Regions from separate parts of the Sus scrofa genome. Here region 1 is linked to region 2. Evidence: chromatin contacts called from public HiChIP or PLAC-seq data. All regions are on one chromosome and are shown on one strand. Each heading gives the region's core, a stretch centred on a gene start, on an enhancer-like site or on the middle of the called end of the contact. The rest is flanking DNA. Distances are from core to core; before and after follow the strand shown.

What was found. HiChIP or PLAC-seq counts read pairs in DNA pulled down with a chosen protein or histone mark.
Region 1: an H3K27ac HiChIP or PLAC-seq map of alveolar macrophages shows a contact between it and region 2. The contact joins the promoter of GNAI2 here to the promoter of MON1A in region 2. A contact is called at or near these places in 3 of 47 Hi-C or Micro-C datasets (alveolar macrophages, embryonic fibroblasts and liver) and 1 of 2 datasets of contacts at active chromatin or transcription factors (alveolar macrophages).

What each region holds. Positions count from the first base shown.
Region 1 is chr13:32,711,230-32,714,789 of Sscrofa11.1, reverse strand. It overlaps GNAI2 (G protein subunit alpha i2), which reads right to left and starts at 1,917. Exons shown (of 8, transcript NM_001123116.1): 1 at 1,800-1,917. The coding sequence starts at 1,917.
Region 2 is chr13:32,435,880-32,439,246 of Sscrofa11.1, reverse strand. MON1A (MON1 homolog A, secretory trafficking associated) reads left to right here and starts at 1,512. Exons shown (of 7, transcript NM_001243701.1): 1 at 1,512-1,663.

The sequences.
Region 1 (3,560 bases), core at 668-3,167, 280 kb before region 2:
GGAGGCAGCAGTACCGGAAGCACCATCCCCAGGCCCAACGGGCAGCAGAGATGGGCATTCCACCGCGGTGACACCCACTCACTGCCACTCACTGCCGCTGCCGCACTCGCAGCAGAGACAGGAAGAGGCAAGCGCCCAACGCAAAACAGCCCAGGAGGCTGGGCCGCCGCCCCTTCCCGCCCCTTCTCTTCCTCCCCGCAGCGGCGGCGGCTGAGCGGATGCCATTTTGAAATCTCCGGGGCTGTGCCCCTGAGGCCGGGCCCCCAGGGACAGTCAACAGATGAGCCCAGGATGGAAGACATCCTGTCTCTCAGCCATACGCCCGGCGTGAAAAGCCCCACTTTTCACAGCCTGGGGACCCCAAGACAGCTCTGGGGATGAGGGGCCACACCCCCCCACATATACAGTCCAGCCTCCAACGATGCCAGGAGGGTCTCCCTCCCCTCTCCCCCTTGAAATCCCTCTAAATCAGGCTGCCACTGGGCACCACACCTGCTCGCAGTGGGAGGCTGGACAGGGACCACTACCAGACCCACAGTCTTTGCACAAGTCCACTTCAGATGCCCACCCTAGAGGGCCCCCAACTATTCAACCAGCTGGTCCACCACTCCCTCCCTCGCAGGGCAAGATCCGACAAGCCCACCTACTCCCAGAGGCCATGTCCCAGGCCGCTGGGCCCAGAAGGGGTGTGGGAGGCCCACACCCGTCAGCAGATCTCCTTGGCCTGCCCGCCGGGGGCAGCAATATGTCGGCTGTCTCACCACTTCCACTTCCCCCCACCCCTCAAGCAGCCACCATCTTCCCTGGCCTTGGAGGCCACGCAACCCGAACTCCTCCACACTCCTTCCTACTCCCAGACACCCCCTCCCCCCACCCACCGGCCCAGACAGGGCTTAGAAACTAGGAAGCAGATAGACAGCCCGCAGAACTCTCTGGGAAGCTTGAGGCCTGGTCCCCTCCCGGATGTGACCAAGTGGAGCCTCAGTCCAGCCCCCTAGGTGTCTGGGGCCTGTCTTCCCAGCTCAGCCTACCTGGTGCAGGAAGAGTGGGGGAATCTAGAAAAGACCAGAGTGTGAGAGAGGACTTAAGAGCTGGGGAGCAGAGGATCTGAGGTGAGATGCATGCAGAGAGGGAGTCGGTGAGGCAGAGGCAGAGCAGGGAGCAGGGGGGGGTCTCTAAAGGCTGGAGGGAGAGCTTATTAAGTAATCATCTCATTTGATAAGTTCAAACCAAAATCCCACTTGAGAGGTCTCTTGGGGTCAAGGTGCACAGGTGGAGGATATAGGGTCTAGAATGAAGATGAGGCACAGAGGGTAAAGGAGGGAGTGAGTGGGGGCCTGGGAGGGGCCCCTGGAGATACTCATGCCCAATAGGAAGAGGGGGAGCTAGTGAGGGAACAGGTGGTGCCTGAGGATGGGGTCTGAATGGGATTCTGGGGGTTTGGGTAAAGTCTAGGTAAGGATGTAAAGACAAGGCAGAGGCTCCGAAGGTCTATGAGGCTGGTCAGTAAGGGTGGATGGTCAGACAGAATTCTGGGCAGCGGATGTTGAGGCACCAGTGTCTGGGTTTGGGGGCCCGGGGTTTGGGATGAGTTGAGTCTGATCTAGAGTCTGGGCTCTGGATCTGAGAGGTCTAGGCCAACCCTGAGTTTTGATCCATTATTTATTTGTATGTCCTTGCCAGGCGGGTCTACGGGGTTAAGTCCAGGCCGAGTGTGGGAGTTCGAAACACTAGTCCGCAGGTCAAAGTAGGGAATTTGGGTAGGGAATCAGGGGTCCCAGCGCAGGACGCGGCCTCACCCAAGAGCAGCAACTTCACCTCCCGCGCCGCCTTCTCGCCGTCTTCCCGCAGGTTCTTGTCGATCATTTTGGAGCGCTCGGCCGCCGCCTTGTCCTCAGCGCTCACGGTGCAGCCCATCCCGCCGTCCGCCGGCCCGGCCGCTGCCCGGCCACCACACGGCCCCGGCCCGGCTCGGCCCCGCCCGACCCACTCGGCTCCCGCCGCCGCCGGCCCTCTACGGGTAGCTCTCGGGTCCGCAGTTCCGAGCGTCTGCAGGCGGTGCCTTCCAGGCCGCCGCGCACCGACGGCAGGGCGGGCCGGGGGTGGGGCCCGAGCTAGTCTGGCCGAGGACTGGGCCGGGGCGGGCCCGGAGGCGGGGCCACAGGAGACCCGGGGTCAGTGATTGGCTCGAGGGAGAAGTTAGGCGCAGCCCAAACTCGGTGCGGGCTGAAGGCGGAGCCACGCCAAGGGATAGCTGTAGGGGTAGAGCCTAGCACAGAAGCTTTGATCGCAGGCGGGGCCGGGCTCCGATTGGGTGCGGAGCGCCTGGAGCTCCGCTGCCCGACGGCGGGGGCGGGCGGATCTCGTAGCCCGAGGATGAGGATCCGGTGCACCTCGCGGGCCAAGCAGGAACCAGCCCTCCAAGCTTCTGAGAGTCGAGCGAGATGAGTAGAGGAGGCGTGTCTTCGTCATTTGTTAAAGTTAATGAACCCAATAAACTTGTTTTGGGATCTACAGCGCCCCGGAGGCTCTCTGGACTGCCGCTTTTCTTCGTCTTAAAGTGGGTTTGGCCCCTTCTCTCTCAAAGCTGCAGTTAAAAAAAGAGAGATAGAGACAGAGAGGAGTTCCTGTCGTGGCTCAGCGGAAAGGAATCTGATTTGTACCCACGAGGACGCAGGTTCGATCCCTAGCCTCGCTCAGTGTGTTAAGGATCCTGCGTTGCTGTGAGCTGTGGTGTTGGTTGCAGATGCGGCTCGGATCCGGCATTGCTGTGGCTGTGGCGTAGGCGGGCAGCTGCAGCTCCAATTTAACCCCTAGCCTGGGAACCTGTATATGCACCAGGTGCGGCCCTAAAAAGACAGAAAAAGAAAAAGAAGAAAGAGAAAAAGGTCTAATGCCACCTTTGCCCAGACTATCTCATTCAACTGGGATAACTTCTCTAATCATCCAAGACATCCATCCTTTTCTGATTTTCTGGGAGGTATTCTCCTGCAGGTAGCCATCCTGGGACTCCAACCTGGGACCCAGCAAGCATGACCCAAAGAGGAGAGAGAGAGGGAAAAAGATAGGGAGAGATGTCACCTGATGCAACGAGGCCCCAGTTCAAAGACAAGGAAGGTTCACAAAGCCAGGAAGGGAACTGGCCACCAATATTTGGTCATCAATGCTTGGCCACCCACAGTCTTTTTCAGCATAGACTTCCTCCTCACCATGTTGGCACACACCTTGCTTCAGCTCCCTTGTGTGTGTGTGTGTGTGTGTGTCCGTATCTCATCTGCTCCCTCCTTGAGCAGCCATTGTCCTCCAAGCCTTCCATTGGTCTCCCCAGGGCTCCCTCCTGTCTGGAGCCAAATCTCAGGCAGGCCCTGCATGCAGCAAACCTGTTGAAAATACACAATGCCCTCCCAGGGACACAGACATCCAGAGATATGCTCTATACACCTATACATATGCCCGGCCTCCAAAATGCTTCAGATTCACAGAACACACTGTAAAAACGGGTGCACACAGCCAAGAACACAGCGGGTCCACACAGACTACAAACCCAGCTTCAAGGCGGG
Region 2 (3,367 bases), core at 263-2,762:
TCAGTGGGTTAAGGATCTGGCATTGCCGTGAGCTGTGGTGTAGGTTGCAGACGCGGCTTGGATTTGGCACTGCGGTGTAGGCCGGTAGCTATAGCTCTGATTCGACCCCTAGCCTGGGAACCTCCATATGCCTCTGGTGCAGGCCTAAAACACACGCACGCGCACACACACACACACACACATATAAAGGATAGTTACTCTAAGGGAGAGAGCCTGTCCTCTTGGGCTCATGAAGAAAATACTGAGTGATCTGTGGAAACTTGGAGAGACTTCTCTCTCCTTTCTAGGAGAATGGATAGTTAAGGAATTGGGCATTTTCTAACATGTTCTTACCTAAAAGGGAAGAGAAAGCTCCCCTGAAATTATGTGCAAGGGTCCAATAGCTCTGTGCAAAGCCATACCTGTAAAAGGCCACAGCTTTGTCACCATGTCAGTCATGGGCCAGTGCTGTGTTGATGGCTCTAAGTGGCAGCTGTCTGAGACTATGAGAAAAGCCCAGGGGCAGAGCTCGCCCCCCAATTCCAGTGTACGATTGAGATGGAGACAGGACACTGCATTGGGGTGCTTGGAGCAGCAGGGAGAATCAAAGGCATGATTTCAGACTTTTCCTTCATTCCTAAACTGTTGGGTGAATTAACCATGAGGTTATGAAGTGATATAATTCCTCCAGAGAAACATGAGCAGTGTCATTAATGGTTAACACCTAATTTTATTTCTTTAAACTGTTCTCCAAAAATAAAATTGATGGGGGAAGCTCCGTTTTCCTGTTTTTATCACTTTGCACCTAGGAAATTACATATGTTTGTAGGAATGGTTCCTTGCCCTGGCAAATGACCTTGGAAGTTTTTAAAAAGGCATTGATGCCTGAGCCCCAACCCAAACCAATTAAATCAAAATCCCTAGGGGTGGTATCCAGGCATTTTTTTTTTTTTTTTTAAAGTTCCCCAGGCCATCCTATGTGTAGAGTTGAGAACTACCATTCTAGAGACTCATACTTATATATTAAGACATGGCTAAAACGATTTTTTTTAAAAGCAGCAATTGGTGTGCCTACACCCTTTACAGCTGGTGGGGGCCGGGCTCACTAGCGACATTTATTCATCCCCCAAACTTGCACTGACCTTCCACAGTAAGTGGAGGAAACAACGCCAACGTCCCTGTCTTTCCCTTGAAATAAACCTCTTACTGGCTCGGGCGGAAGGGCTGAGAAGTCTGAGCCTGCAGTCCACCTGGGGTTTGGGTAGGTGCCTGGGATCGTACGGGACCCTGGAGAAAACAGTGTGATGAGGCACCCCCGCCCCAACCCCCAACCCAGGCTCTGCCGGGACCTGGCGCCCCGCCCCATCCTGCAGCGGCCATGCACTGCGGACTACATTTCCCACAATGCATCCCGGGGGCGGGCAGGGCCAGGCCCAGCGACTAGAGCCGGGCCTCGGCCGCGAGAGGCCAGCGAGGGCTGTCTTCTTGAGCCGGCGAAGGGCAGTGGGGGTGGGGGCGCGGCGGTCCGCGCTGTAGCCATGTCTGCATCCGCAGGGGGCCGTGGTCCCACGAACCTGAGCCCCCAGTCTGGGCCCAGCCGGACACCCATGCCCTCCTGGGGGTCCGGCAAAGAGCAGTGACCAGCCTTCTCTGTGCGTCCTGCCCCCACCTCCCAGAGAAACAGGTGAGTCCGACTGCCAACCCACGTGGCCTGGGGAACCGAGAGACTAAAGAGCTGTCATCTTGGGAGGGAGGAGCTTGAAGACTGCCCCCCCTCCCTCGGCTGCCATTTGCGGTAGGAAGACTGTGTCTCTCTGGGGTTCCTTTGCCGGTTGAGGTCCATTAGCCGGTTGGCCCCCAGCTGGGAAATACAAAAGGCGAGGCCTGGAATTTATCCTTTGGCTGGGAGGGCAAAGTCCTGTAAGGGCAGTAGCCAGGTAGTAACACCCTCTCCCCACTCCTCAATGCACACACTTTCTGTGGGCAGAGTGCTCTCAAAGATTGACAGAAGTTGACTGTGGGCTGAGCAGGGAAGCTCCTGAAAGATCTTGGGGCTTGAGACTTTGCTCTCAAGGGTGCCTTGGCTCATAGAACAAGCTACCTCTTGTACCTGGGTGAGCCACCCATTCTGGGCTCAAGTTTGCTGGGGGAGGGTGAGCAGCCTTTGTCAGAAAGGGGAGTGGCCACCAGCAGTGACAAGTTCCAAGCCATACTCTCAAGCACGGAGTTGGCATCAGCACAGCCTTACCTGGACCCTGTCTGCCACATATTCATGCAGCCTGGCACCAACATCCCAGATAGACCACTCCTCAAAGGGTGAAGGTGGGATGGAGCACTATCTAAGCAGGAAGAGGAAGCAAGAGTGATAGGGAGCCAGTGGGAAGGGCTCTTGAAAGGCCCTCCCTCCCTCCAGGCCAGAAGGGCTGATTGAGCTAACTTGTTTGGTGACATTGCTCAAAGGCATAGCCAAGCACTTATAGGGAAAATAGTAAGCCCTGAGGGCTTCTAGAGAGGCTGAGAAGGGCCCCGGAGAGAGTATCTGGAACTGGTTCCCAGAGACCTCTCTTGCTTAACTGCTTCAGGCCTTAGGGGCTTTAGCCACACAGGTTATGGCTCCTGTTCGGTTTGGGTAGGTATTGCTGTGAGTCATTCACCTTCCCTGCCTAGGTTCCAAATTGTCCAGAAAACTATTTGCTTCATCAGGACTTTTGGCTGGATCCCTAGATTGGCCTTGGGGATGTTGAGGTTACTGCATGATATCAGGTGGCAGGAGAACTCCTAGAAAGGAGGCATCCACTAGCCCCAGCCAGCTGAACTTGCCCTCACTTCATGCAGGTGCCATGCTAGGTACTACTCAGTCATGCTGGTCTAAGTCACCTGAAGCCCACAGGGATCAGTGGGTAGTGTGCTATAGACCTTGTTGGGTCTTTGAGCCAGAGGCACAAGGCCACAGAGCAGGGCCATGTGGTAGACTAAGGAGTTCAACTTGGAAGAGACAGCAAAGACCCAATGGTCTGTTCCTGCAACAGGATGAATAGCCAGTTAGTTTAGAGGAACTCCCAGCTCTAGACCAAAGACATCTCTTTGTTTCAACATCACAGATAGGTCATTTCAGGCCAGAGCCCACTTGGCTTCATGAGATCAGAAGTACATTTTCCCAGGCCAGTTTACTCAGGGCCTGGCTCGGGGTGAGCAAGCTCTCAAAGGACTGATTTACATGGCAGAGACCACCAGACCTGTGTATAAGCGCAAATACACATGGTCTAAATGTTAACTAAAAATAATCATGGCATGCTAAAGACAGCTGGGTATGGAGTTCCGTGGTGGGTCAGCAGGTTAAGGATCCAGCATTGTCACTGCTGTGGCATGGGTTTGATCCCTAGCCTCC